Linked DNA regions of Mus musculus: regions 1, 2 and 3 are each linked to region 4. The links are chromatin contacts, called in public Hi-C, HiCAR-type and promoter capture Hi-C maps. All regions are on one chromosome and are shown on one strand. The core of a region is the stretch at or near the end of the contact, and the rest is flanking DNA. Distances in the headings are between cores, read along the strand shown. Region 1 has its middle 130 kb from the start of Gm24790. Region 2 has its middle 4.3 kb from the start of Gm24790. Region 3 has its middle 13 kb from the start of Gm24790. Region 4 has its middle 46 kb from the start of Gm40658.

The links. Promoter capture Hi-C pulls out the DNA fragments that hold promoters and counts their contacts. Hi-C and Micro-C count contacts between places; a contact is called where the count stands out from the background. HiCAR-type assays count read pairs that join an accessible place to other places.
Region 1: a contact with region 4 is called in a Hi-C map of the 3T3-L1 cell line, with 2.7 times the contacts expected there. The contact joins two enhancer-like sites. A contact is called at or near these places in 3 of 484 Hi-C or Micro-C datasets (the 3T3-L1 cell line and embryonic fibroblasts) and 1 of 115 datasets of contacts at active chromatin or transcription factors (embryonic fibroblasts).
Region 2: a contact with region 4 is called in a HiCAR-type map of embryonic stem cells, with 5 times the contacts expected there. The contact joins two enhancer-like sites. A contact is called at or near these places in 4 of 39 promoter capture datasets (cranial neural crest, frontonasal cranial neural crest, maxillary cranial neural crest and 1 more) and 2 of 115 datasets of contacts at active chromatin or transcription factors (both in embryonic stem cells).
Region 3: a promoter capture Hi-C map of the 3T3-L1 cell line shows a contact between it and region 4, with 5 times the contacts expected there. The contact joins two enhancer-like sites. A contact is called at or near these places in 6 of 39 promoter capture datasets (the 3T3-L1 cell line, cranial neural crest, frontonasal cranial neural crest and 2 more), 3 of 484 Hi-C or Micro-C datasets (the 3T3-L1 cell line, embryonic fibroblasts and granulosa cells) and 1 of 115 datasets of contacts at active chromatin or transcription factors (embryonic fibroblasts).

Annotation. Positions count from the first base shown.
Region 1 is chr13:5,058,395-5,061,711 of GRCm38.p6, reverse strand. No RefSeq gene overlaps it. Among named protein-coding and RNA genes, the nearest start is that of Gm24790, 130 kb to the left of the region's middle. Within about 2 kb of position 1,286, at least 16 of the 459 cell types and tissues checked have an H3K27ac peak or open chromatin away from gene starts, as enhancers often do.
Region 2 is chr13:5,184,007-5,187,276 of GRCm38.p6, reverse strand. No RefSeq gene overlaps it. Among named protein-coding and RNA genes, the nearest start is that of Gm24790, 4.3 kb to the left of the region's middle. Within about 2 kb of position 1,561, at least 10 of the 459 cell types and tissues checked have an H3K27ac peak or open chromatin away from gene starts, as enhancers often do. A contact at or near this core is called in embryonic stem cells, where this site is marked.
Region 3 is chr13:5,201,656-5,204,915 of GRCm38.p6, reverse strand. No RefSeq gene overlaps it. Among named protein-coding and RNA genes, the nearest start is that of Gm24790, 13 kb to the right of the region's middle. Within about 2 kb of position 1,980, at least 16 of the 459 cell types and tissues checked have an H3K27ac peak or open chromatin away from gene starts, as enhancers often do.
Region 4 is chr13:4,770,234-4,773,296 of GRCm38.p6, reverse strand. No RefSeq gene overlaps it. Among named protein-coding and RNA genes, the nearest start is that of Gm40658, 46 kb to the right of the region's middle. Within about 2 kb of position 1,671, at least 305 of the 459 cell types and tissues checked have an H3K27ac peak or open chromatin away from gene starts, as enhancers often do. A contact at or near this core is called in embryonic stem cells, where this site is marked.

The sequences.
Region 1 (3,317 bases), core at 37-2,536, 290 kb before region 4:
AGAGCTTCCAAATTAAAATGTCCTAACTTAGAAGTCCTCCATAGGCCCACATAGAAAAATTTGAAAATAAATGTGACCCCACAATGCTTCAGTTACCTGATCTCCAAAGTGAGGATAATATCATAACTTCCTCAGAGGGCTACATGGAAAACACAGTGAACCAGTTGCTTTGAAACATCACTGTGAGACAACACATGCTTACTGAATGGTCACTATTGTTATTATTCTGAATGATGCCTTGTTCTTTCCTAGGCTGGTTCATACTAGTTCTTCCAAGATAAGACAAACCGATGCAACCCATGATAACACCACTTCTTAAAATGAGATGCAGTTTCTCCTAACAGAAGCTTAAATGATCCAAACACGTCCTCAAACACATAAGGAGTCACTTTATATCAAATGGATTCCTCATATGCTTCTCTGAAATCATCTGCTGTGAAGACAAGAAAGATAAAGAGGAGATCAACATCTGGGCCACTCCGCCTGGGGAACGATGACACATGTGCACGAAGATTAATTTATTTCTTGATTTGAGAAAAGATCCATCTCTGGAAACCAGGTTTTATTTGAGTAATTAATATTTTGAAAGTGTCTTAATACTTGTAGTACTTCTACATTTTTTTTTCAATTTGTTCCTGGAATATTTTCTCAGTGCTCAGGGTTAATATCTCTAAAATGTAGTCTTGAATCTTGGTTGATAGAAGCTTTTCCTAAGCTTAAACATAGTAGATAATCTCATATAAGTTTCTATAAAACTATGTGTGAGAATCTGAGTAATTGAAGGTTTTCTAATGAAGGATGGATGTGCAAGGAAGTCTGGAGTAGGGAACTGCTTGTGGCAAGACATAAAAGTTTGTTCTTTGTCCAGACTTTGTGGATATGCTGTATTGACATTGGTATGTAGATATAATGAGACCATATGAGCAAACCACACTCCACAGACATGTGACTGTTGGCTCTCTTACATGCCTGGACTTGAATAAAACAAATATCTGTGTAACTTTCAAAGTAAAAGTGCACTTCATCTTTTGATCAAGATCCTTGAGTTTGCTGAAGCCAAGCCACCTGCCGAGAGAAACTAGCTTAGCTAAAATTTACTTGAAACCAGAGCAGATCCATGCTGGTATCTCCCAGTAAGTAAGCAGTCTTATCAGGCAACATCTGCTTCCCGTTTTCATTCTTTCACAGGACTGTTTACCAGATTTTTCATTGAGAGTCTTCCTTGTGCAGCATTATTCACTTCATTTTTGCTCATTCATAAGATTTTTTTTACATCTCCCAGCTGCAACTATTTTAAGTGAATTTCTGAGGACTTATAATTGAACGTGACTCATTTGCCAGAAGCAGAGCCACAGTGCAAAAACTGAAGCAATCTCAGTCCTTTGAAAGCACAGGAAATTTTTGATATGAGATTAATTGGTGAAGTGTCTGAACTAGTCTTCTCTACTTCCACTGTGACATGCAACGGACATGAAAATTTTAAATGTATAAATTAGCCAGAAATGATTAATCCACACAACCACCCCCATATCAAGAATTTTTCAGTATGAAAAAAAAATAATCTAGACAAAGTAAACTCATCAGCTTCTTACAACACAAAATCAAATTGCTATTGGCAAGTGTTCCCATGGCAACTGCCTCTTTAAGCAAACTTCTCTACAAAATATACAGCTGTTATCTTATTTCGTTGCTAAGCTCCCTTGACAAAGTCACAGCATAATAAATACTCACATTCATGTTATTAAAGGGGATAAATGTCCCCTGGGATTGTATGGCTTACCTGTTAAATGAAAACTTAGAAATTGAGCCCCACCCAATCCCCCCTCCTTCCTTCTCTCTTCCTCTCTTACTTTCTCTGCATTGAAACTGTACCATGATATGAAGGATTCATTCAAGTCTTTCATGTATATTACTGATAATCTCTAAATATAACTTCGTTGTTATTTCCAGCAATCAACTATAAGCAATTATATCATATTCCATATGTAAACATTGAATGGAATGAGTAAATAGTTTGCTATAATACATTCTTTCAATACAGAACACACACTCTGTATCAATTAAATCTTTTGTTTTAGGATAACCATGACTGGACCTGGCTTTGATACCACTTAATTCTGTGCTTGCTGGAAACCTCTCTCTACATAAGGTGCCAAGAGGAGCACTGACTCACTTTGATAGTGAAGACACAGTTTTCATGGAGAAGACACGATTTTAAGTATTATAGGCCCAACCGTAGCAAATTTTACTATCAAATTTTGCTGAATATAAACCAGGAGAAAAAAATAGGTCAAGATAAAATCCTGTGAGATTCCAATAAAATATTTACAGAAATATTCCATTCATTCAGCAGAGTAAAGGTAGGAAAGAAAGCCCCACTAGACACAGAAAAGCAGAAAAGAATCAACAGAAATAACACTCATCCCCCAAATAATAAGGTTGGGTTCAGTTCACCATTAAACTCTGACATTTTCTACTGCTTTTTGGTAAAATAGTGATTTTTCCCCCCAGTATAATTTCCCTGTATTTGACAAGAAACCTAGTTATCAGTGACCTTTAAAACTGCCATGGCTCTCAAAAAGATTCATTTTGACAATGTTCGAATATAATGTTTGTAAACGTGTGTCAAAAACAGCCGATTCTTCTGGTTTTTCATAGAAGCAAAGTGTAAGGAGAACCTCGGGTGTGATGCATGACCTGTGTCAAGAGGTGGCTGTCACTTCCAGCTGAGCCATTTTAATTCTAGACATGGATAAGAGAGGCAGAGAAAGGACTTTTTTTTTTCCTCAAACAGAGAGCCAGATCTACCAGACACTTTCTCTTATAGATACAATAGGAACATTATTAGCTTGTTTACTTTACAAAGCAAGTAAACTATATTTTCTCAATTGACTTTTTAAATTACCTTTTTCTTATTGTTACAAGGATGAAGATAACATAGTTTACGTGGAAGATAGATAGATTTACTTTTAAATTTACATATGCCTCATTGTTTGTTCATGGCATTATTTATTCATAAACACATATATTCTCTATCCTTTGCGTTTAATAAAGTTTTAATGATTTTATTATACAGTAACAATAAACAACAGGCAACTCTTTCATGTATCCAAATATTAAAATTATTGGTGTTATTTGCTTCCCCTCTTCTCTCCTTTTTCTCCGTCTCTTCCTTCTGCTCCATCTCCCCAAAATCTCTTTCCCCTTCCTCTCCCTCTCATCATCTTCCTTTCCATCCTAATCCTCTTCATTGTTCTCTTCCCCTCCTTCTCTTGTACCTCATTTTCTTATCTCCTCCTACTACCCTCAGTCTGGCT
Region 2 (3,270 bases), core at 312-2,811, 410 kb before region 4:
AATCTGCTTTATATGTCAAATATGATAAGGAGTCCCATGAATGGTGATGATAATTCCCCAGAATGGTGCCTAACCTCAAGGTATCACTATGAAGTTGATGACAAACTCCACTAGGAGTTGTTGCAGACCTACTGAGAATGGGAAGCTCTGCAGTGTGTGTTGATCTTTGTTTTACAAGCATAATTCCCCTTCCTTTTGCACCAAGAAGAAATACCCCTGAAGAATGGACAGAGTATACTAGATTTGTGATGACATGAAAGAGAAGAAAAAAGAGAATAAACAGTGTTCAGGCAATGTGATTCTGGAGAAGAAATTGAGAACTGTCTAGGAGTTTGAAGGGAGATTTCCTTCAAAATAGGGGCAGTCAGTGGTAGAATAGTTCCTTAGTATGCAAATGGCCTTGGATTTGATAGTCTCTCATCTAGGAAACTAATTAAATATGATTCTTTTTCTTTCTTCTATCTCTCCTTTTGTTTTATGGTATGAGGGGTTTATGTCCAAGGCTTTAAGCATAATAACTGTGTACTAAGCTTTCTAATATAGAATATTTATTTTAAGTCAAAGTCATACTAAGTTGCCCAGGATAGAATTCAAACTTGTAACTTCTTTGCCTCAACTTCTTGTTGCAGGAAGTGAGTCATCATGCTGAACAAGAACTGATTCTTTGTGGATGTTCATCATGTCAAGAGAATGAGTGAAAGTAATAAAGGTGATGCTAGAAAAAAAAAAGGTCATGGGAAGAGCTGTGACACAGACCTGTAATGTACACAGACATCCTTTGTGTGGAAGACAGGAAGTTGTGGAAGACAATGATGAAGGAGGAGTTAGACAACTGAGAACAAGTTCATTCACTAGAGGACATATTTTATTGTTTTAATTCTCTGTGAAATGGAAAATTAGACCATTGTTGAATGTTGATTTTTTTTGAGAGGTAGGTAGATTGGATAAAGTGTACAATTAGTACTAATATGATAGTGTGTTGAGCAAGTGATAAATCATAGTTGCCTGGTATCATGGGCCTACTTCTAATTTACAAAAGGACACCAGCAACCTATGTGTGCAACCTTGTGTACATTTATCTGTAAATGAACAGGAAGAGAAAATATAAATGATGCTTCTCAGGTACAAATTGTCTACTTATCTTTCTGTATAAATATGCACAGAAAACATCTGTTTTTCTAAGCAAAGAGTTTGTCAGCATGTGCTACACACACTACAGTGAAGTTTGCTTGGCAGGCTGAGAGGCCTGGGAGCACTCACGAGGCAAAGAGTTTCACGGAAATACACCTCCTGGAACTTTGGTGTTCTCATAACCCATATACTCATACCCTATCCCTGCATTAGTCTAGTGTACGGATCCATGTGCTCTCTTTTAGTATTACCTCATTATAAGTGCCTTTTAAGATTGAATTCTGACATAGCTAAGCCTTTGCCAGTGTGTTCCAATGTCACAGAAAACACTTGAAACAACTGGGAATTCAGTAGGAATTCAGTGAGGTTACCTATTCAGTAACATTCAAATTTACTTCTAGTAGAGACAGTGAACCTAATTAAGCATTACAAAGAACAGAGCTAGAATAGCTCAGGGCTAGTCTGCAGAGTGTTTACTTGAGGCAGTAGCCAGTCTCACCCATACACAATGGCCTAGCTAATAGGTGGGTTTACCTTGTAAAAGTTAGGGAATCCCACTGAGACAGGGATCTTCACTACAGCCAGGTAAAGCAGGCTACATTTCATATTACAAGCAAGTTGGTGAATTCTTCTGACAAATGGAGATTCTCCACAGATACTTAAAAGTTACACTCACGCAAGAATTTATCAGGGCCTAGGAAATGGGGGTTGTGGTATTGCATTATTCATGAGAAGAGCAGAACCCCCTGGTGCTAGCTTTCACAAGGCTCAAAGGAGTAGCACTAATTGTGACTAGGGTGTGAAATCCTTACCTGTCTTTAAGCTGACCCTAGGCAGGATTGCTTTATCTTTATTGTAAACATTTACCTGGTTCCTGTAAGTCCTTTTGAAGTCATTCCTTTGTGTCAGGTAACTTCAATGTACTTTGCCTGCTGCGACTTCCTACCCCCTTTATTTTCTGTATTATATAAGACTGGTGTTCACTTTGTGACAATACATTCAGATTCTACACAATTTCGAATGTTGATCTGTCTGTCATTGGCTGACTCCTTGCCCATCTGCACCCAGAGACCCGTCCTACGCAGACAAGGGACATAAGAGGGTGTGCTGCAAGAAAGGTCATGTATGTAAGCAAGGTCATATGTTGATGCAGAATATCATTCAGTGATGCATATTAGTATAGCCATCCAGAAGGTCCCACTTCACATGGATTTCACTGTACTTCTACCCCAAAACAAGGAAGTGATTAGCTAGTTTTTCTGTCATTTCATGTACTCTTAAGCATTCTAGTTTTCCCCATAAAGAAATCTTTCTCATAAATAATTAATTTCTGTAAGTTAAATTGTTATCTATCCAGACCACAATAACCTAACCTGTACATCTTAACCAATACTAGTAATGCAGTTATAAGTAATTCTGAAGGTTTCTCTTCCAAGAAGCTCTAATTTCCTTTAAGAGCCACTAAAGTGAAATAGCTTCATTTTAACAAAATTCAACTTCACAATAGCTTCCATTCTTCATTACTGACTAAAGGTATTATTTAATCAATCAGACCTTTTTATGATGGCTTCTGCAAAGGATGGAGCCAATTAATTAGTAATATCCACAACCTTCTCTGGCTCCAGATATCACAGCAGGCCAGAAAAAGAACTCTAACATCTCCTACAACTCAAGAACACAATTATCTCCGGTGCGTTTAGTTATAAAATTGGGTAAAATAGAATTGAGTATCACATAGTCAGAGTTTGTGATGAAGTATTTTTATTTTTTATTATTAGATATTTTCTTTATTTACATTTCAGATACTGCCTCCTTTCATAGTTTCCTCTCTGAAAATCCCCTAAACCATCCCCCTCCCCCTGCTCCCCAAAGTACCCACTTTTGCCTCCTGGTCCTGGCATTCCCCTATACTGGGGCATATAATATTCACAAGACAAAGGGCCTCTACTTCCATTAATGGCTGACTAGACTATTCTCTGCTACATATGAAGCTAGAGATATGAGCTCTGGGGGTACTGGCTAGTTCATATTGTTGTTCCTCCTTCATTGATTTCAGCCCTGAGTTTGATTATTTCCTGCCATCTACTCCTCTTGGGTGAATTTGCTTCCTTTTGTTCTAGAGCTTTTAGGTGTGCTGTC
Region 3 (3,260 bases), core at 731-3,230, 430 kb before region 4:
TCACTGTGGTAACCATGTCACTAACATCTGTTGTCTTACAAAATATAAAGGTTATTGTAAACATACACACAGACAATATTATGGAGTCTAGAGTACATTAACATTTTCCCCTTCTTTTAAATTATATTTTGCTTAATAATTTATCCTTTGAGAATTTCTTGTATTCGTACAATGTATTTCTACCATATCCATGCCATTCTCTTCTGTCCAATGTCTCTTATATCCCATCCCCACTCATCTCTCTCTCAATAGCATGTTCTCTCTCTCTCTCTCTCCCTTTCTCCCTCTCTCCCTCTCCCTGTGTGTGTGTGTGTCTGTCTGTCTGTCTCCTCTTTTAAAATAACCCACTGTGTTGAGTTAGAACTTCCTATATATGTATGGTTTCATGACAATTCACTGGAGTGTGGGAGCCTACCAGGGACCACACCCCTAAGGAAAACTGACCCTTTACCCTTCTCCAGTCGTTTTTGACTTTGGTCAATAACTCCTCAGCTTTGGGTTATTTTCCCATTTATTGAGATAGGGTTTTATTTTTCCAGTCTAGACTGGCCTTGAACTCATGCCAACCCTCTTGCCTTGGTCTCTTGATTGCTGAGATTAAAGGCATGAGTAACTGTGGCTGACATTAAAGTACAGTGATTTAAAGATTCCACAACATGTGGTTGCTACAGCCGTTTATTCTTAAGCTTTTTCTGGAAGTTGTTTTGTTTCTGTACCTAATTAAGCTTGTGGTGATCATAACAAAGACAGGTCAAGGCTAAGGATTTTATGAGGATAAGGAATAAATCCATGTGAATGACCATGATGTAATATAAGCTGCAAAGTACAAGTTACAAAAGAACTGAGATTCAATAAGTTTTTATTTTGGTGTAAATTATATGTTTCTAAGCTTCATAAAAAGAAAGGGATGCACAAAAATCAGTGTCAGAAAGCATGGGATGCAACTGGGATACTTGTATGTTGACAGAAAAGCTAAAGCTCATCACATTGAAGTTTCACTATGTCTATGTGTCTAACAGATGTGAGAGCTTATTATCTGCCCAAAGTCATGTTCAAGCAGCATTGGTTCATTGCTTATGATAGTTCATTAACTTTGCTTCGGGTTCCAGTATCAAAACAATATGTTTCCATTGTAAACACAAAGCATATATGAACTGTTATATATAAGAATCAGGGAACATAACCCAATTTGGGAGAACACGTTTTAATTCCAACTAAATAAGCCTCAATTTCCTAAGGATGGGATAAAATAGTCAGACACAAAAGCACCCATTACCCTGAGATGGGGTTCTCTACTAAGAGAGAGTATAAAGATGACAGATACTGTCTTGTGTCATGTGTCAGGTCAGGAACTGCACAGGTTTGGAAATGTACGATCAAAATGTAAGCTTCTGTCTTATAAATAGTTATAATCCAGTTACACTATCCCCACATGACAAAAGTAAATGATGTTTAAACTAAAATGAAAACAGTCTTAGCCATTAGCTTTATTTAACAGAATGGCCAGTGGAGTTTATTTCCTTCTCTCTAGTCTTCTGAATTCCTTGATTGGATACGCAATAGTTATCAATCAGGGATTACCAGGAGCCAGTCATAAGACACAGAAGTTACCAGAATCATAGAATCAGAGACATTGACAGAATCGGAATTTTATTAGCTTTATAAAGTTGATTAATTAATTTCATAGGTTTTGCTCATTTTTTTGTTTTTTGTTTTTGGTGTATTTTAGGTTTTGTTTTATGTAAACTAATTAGTTTTCAAAATAAAGCTACTTTTTGGTAAAATGTGTTATATTTTTGTTGGATGTGTTTTGTATTAAAAAAAACACTCATTAAAACTAAAATCTACAGATTTAACTCTTTTGGCTTAGGGAAGAGATGCAGTCACTGAAAATGAGAAAGGCTGTTCCAGCATTCTGTACATTAGTGTGGTCTGTTAAATTGAAAACATCTGTGCAAAAGAAATGGCTCTTTAATTAGAAAAATGTGTCCAGCATACCAAGTGAAGCTCAGCTACTGATATTCAGTGTTTGGTAATGCCCTTAGCCTTTCGGTTTAAGCTTTGTTTACAGCTGATGGAAGGTACCTCTCTATAAACCCTACTAGCTATTCTCTTAGTCCAGAACAATTGTCTCCCCATTTCCCATGGGCCTGAAAAGTAACTTTGGCTTAGTCAGTCCTATTGTTTCTGCTTTTAACTGAACAGCTTTTTGAGGTAATTGTAGCTTGACATGAAATTGTAAGAGGTATTATTTATTGTTAATGCTATGCAAAATGATGGTACACTATTACAATCAAGATACCTATACTGATACAACCCACCTATCTTTCCCATGGCATCTAGATTTTGCTTTGTGTGCATTTGTGTGTTTATACATGTATGTAATTTTACATGTTTAAGTTTTTACACCAATCATCATAGACCAGATAAAAAAGTAGCTCAGTCAAAGCAACTCATAAATTGGCTTATCTGAATGGTTCTGTTGAAATTTAGAGCTGGTACTCCTGATGCCATATCAAGAGTCTTAAAATAAGTAAGCCATAAGGTCTTGAGACCAACTTAAGTATTATAATGTGTTGCAGCCGCCAGCAGCTCGCAATGTGAACGGTTCGACTGAGAAGGCCGCTCGAGCTGTAAGAGAGGAATCTAGACGGGGCGGAAGAAAAAACGGAGCTAAGACAATTTCATTCTGATCAAAGCTCAAATTTTATTGTTGCGACACTAGTTATGAAGGAAGGGGGAGGGGACCCGATTCCCGCCGAATAATCTCTGGTCCAGTAGAAAGGTGCACGTGTGTGGCTCCTCAGGTTCCAGCAGTGGGCGTGGCAGAACGAATGAGCAGGAAGCTCCACCCCGAGCAAGCAGGTTTCAGGCTAGGGGAGGGGAGACTACATCTCCTCCCTTTTATTAACAAAATTAAAAAAAAGAAAAAGCTGGCCTGAGGGGGGAAAATTATCTATGCTCAATAGTTCTGCCTGGAATCTAGGGCTAAAGAGAAAACTTGCTTCACTGGGATTCTTTAACTTTTCTTATGGTAAACTGTATCTGGCTTAAGACTGTCCTTTCTAGTAAACAACTAACTGAAAGGCCTGGAGCTGCAGACTCTGACTTTATAATGCTAATTAGTACTTGGTAGGTAACTTTTTAGTTGAATTTTAAGTAGGGCGTTGGAACTCTGGCTAAGTTTGACTGAACGATGTGAAAATAACACTAAGTTGATATTCTTCCGCATTTTTGGAAGATAGGTGGGAAACAGGGAG
Region 4 (3,063 bases), core at 422-2,921:
ATGAAATGATAGTATGTGACCAAAACAGTCAAAGACAAAGGAAGGGCAAAGTTCCTTTTAATTAACTGAAGTTGTCTTTCAGATATAAATGCATACAGAAAGCCACTCTATGATGTATGTATTAATGATGATACAAGTGGTTGCATTTAAAACCCATAATCTGAGGATTGCCCTCTCTGGCTCTGTGAATACTGAAATATTATTTCTACAATTGGGTTCAATGCCCAACATACGTTAAATGGTGCAAGGTGGTATCATGTCTCTAATCCTCACAAAAGAGAAATAGCACATAGAGGATTAAAAGGTGAAGACCAACCTCAATAGGCCAGCCTGGATGGCATGAGATCCTTTCTAGGCAAAGTAAACATACAGTACTAGTTACTGTAACACCTTCTTCCAATACTTGCTATTTTTTTTCCTTCAACTTTCTGAAAAGCTACTGTTCTTGAGAAGGAACAAGAAAGAGCTGTATATGCAGGTTCATAATGCTGGCTCCATTAACCACTCTACTCTATAAGCACAATGAAGTTAGACTTTCTCCAAAGCACCCCTTTGGCTTCTTGGGGTGTATATGGCCCCCGAGGGCTTTGTTTTAGTTCTGGTCTTGTGACTCACAGGTTCAACATGACATTCTCCTTATTCTGCTCCTGTCTTTGCTGTTTACAGAACAGCAATGAACACCTCTCCTGTTCCCAGCCTGAGTTAGCTCCAAGAATCTCATACTCTTCTTTATCTGTTCTTGGCTGACACATGGATTATCTCTTGTGTCAGCTGCAGTTGCCAGTGTGCCTTGGCAATGTGAACTAAGCTGAATTCATATGACTCTGAGAATAGAGTTGGCTTGAACTCCCTATTACCAAGGTTGCATCACAATCCAGTATATTCATACGCCTGAATGATCTGAGCACTGTTGAAGAATCAAATCCCATTTCCTTGTAATATACTGGCCTTCTATCCAGTCTCCACTTCTATCTATAAAACCACGTGTAGAAACACATGTTCACATAAACGTATATTGGTTTTGATTAAATGTTTATTCAACCGCCACCGTGTCTTATAGCTACCTATCATTCAGAAAAGAAAATGATTTCACAATTGTAAAGTGCTACCTGGTAGGTTGTCTCTATGCCTTTTCTTCAATGTTCCTTAATTTGTCACAGAAGAGTTTTGACTGAAAACTTTAAAATGTTTATTTAATTTTAAAAGCAGTCTAAATAAAACCATTTTGAATAATTTAAAGCATGTTTGGCATAAGAATGACACAAATAGGCATTAAAAAAAAATAACCCTCAGGCACCTGCATATGACCTCAACTATGCTATTTTTCCCTCCTTGCATTTATGACTTCTATCAGCATTTCCCAGATTTTCCTCTTCCTGTAAACATGAGCTGCCAGACCATTTAAGGAAGTTAACTCAGAGCTGACTCTCCCAGGATCCTTGTTTTCAGAAGAAAAAGGCAAATCCTTTGCCCTAGTTGCCCCTGCCCCCACTCCACTCCACCCCACTCCACCCCACCCCACCCCGCATACCAAATCCAAATAGCTCTTGGGACAGGACAAACCCACTGTAAGAAGTAAACACTTAACAGGAAGTCTCACATAGCAACAGTCTCCAGGCACTAGAGGCATGAGTCATGCTGAGCACGCGGACCACAGCGCCTCTCCAGGGTTTACCAAGCTCTGACTCAAGAGTGGAGTCCAATTACAGAGACATTTCACAGGGCTCAGCACACTGGTGATGTCAGCTGATCCAGTTACAGTTGGGGGATCAGCAGGATTCAAACAAGAGGAGTGTTCATTCAGAGTTCCAGTCAGAGATTCCAGAGGCCCTGCCAAGTAAATGGAGGTTGCAATGAAAAAGCCACCTATAATAGAAAGTACTGGAAGTCCCGCTTAGCTGTTGCCTCAGGAGCAAACGGATCCCTGTCATTATGCGATTTGTCACTTCAGGGTAGTGTAGGGAACACCAGACTAGGTTTCACTGACTTCTTGGCTTTCTTGACATCTATGTGTTAAAAGATCTGCTGGAGGAAAGGGTCTATTTTTACTCATCATTGCTTCTCCATCTGTTTGCTATTTTCTATAAACAGAGATTAGCGTCCTGCGCGTGAGCCTATTTTAATCAGCGAACTAGCAGAGCCAAAGAGTAACAGGACGATATGAACATTCTGTTTCACAACAGAGCTTGCAATTCCTGAAGGACCTTCAAGCTATTCAAAAGAGGACAGCTTTAAAAACAATAACCGTGAAGGAGCATTACATCAACTTTAATGAATACATTTAATGAGTAATACATATATATCAAGCACAAATATATATATATATATATATATATATATATATATATATATGTGTGTGTGTGTGTGTGTGTGTGTGTGTGTGTGTGTGTGTATGTGTATACACATGCACAGACACACACACATATACACACACACAATCTTAGGAAAAATATTCTCAAAAAATTCTTACCATACTTTTTTGTTCTGTTCTCTTTCTATATGCTTTAAGAGCAATTTATGAATAAAAGCCCACAATAATACTGTGCTGAACACAGACTGATCTCACATTCTTAAATAAAGATACTTGTGTTATGTGTTCTTAAGATGTCCATACAAAAACCCAGAAGAAAAGGTATCTCAAAGTAGAAGGATTGCTGAAAGGGAAATACAAAGTCTTGTGGAAAGTACATAAAAATTGCTGAAATGTAACAACTGGCACTGTGGGTAAAGTGAAGTGACTTTTGCAGAAACATCTTCACCACCACACACATGAGTGAGCATCTAGAACCCTGCTAAATCATCATCTTTCTAATGGATGAGTGTGTAATGTGTAACTGGTGGGTTTTGTTAAGAACATAAGAAACGAATGTTGTTCTCTCTTGCGTAAGTGATGTCCTGTGTCTAGAAATGTCAGTGTTTAGCCTTAAGTGCTAAAGCTCTGTTTCTTTTTTTTATAATTAGGTATTTTCCTCGTTTACATTTTCAATGCTATCCCAAAGGTCCCCCATACCCACCCCCCCAATCCCCTACCCACCCACTCCCCCTTTTTGGCCCTGGCGTTCC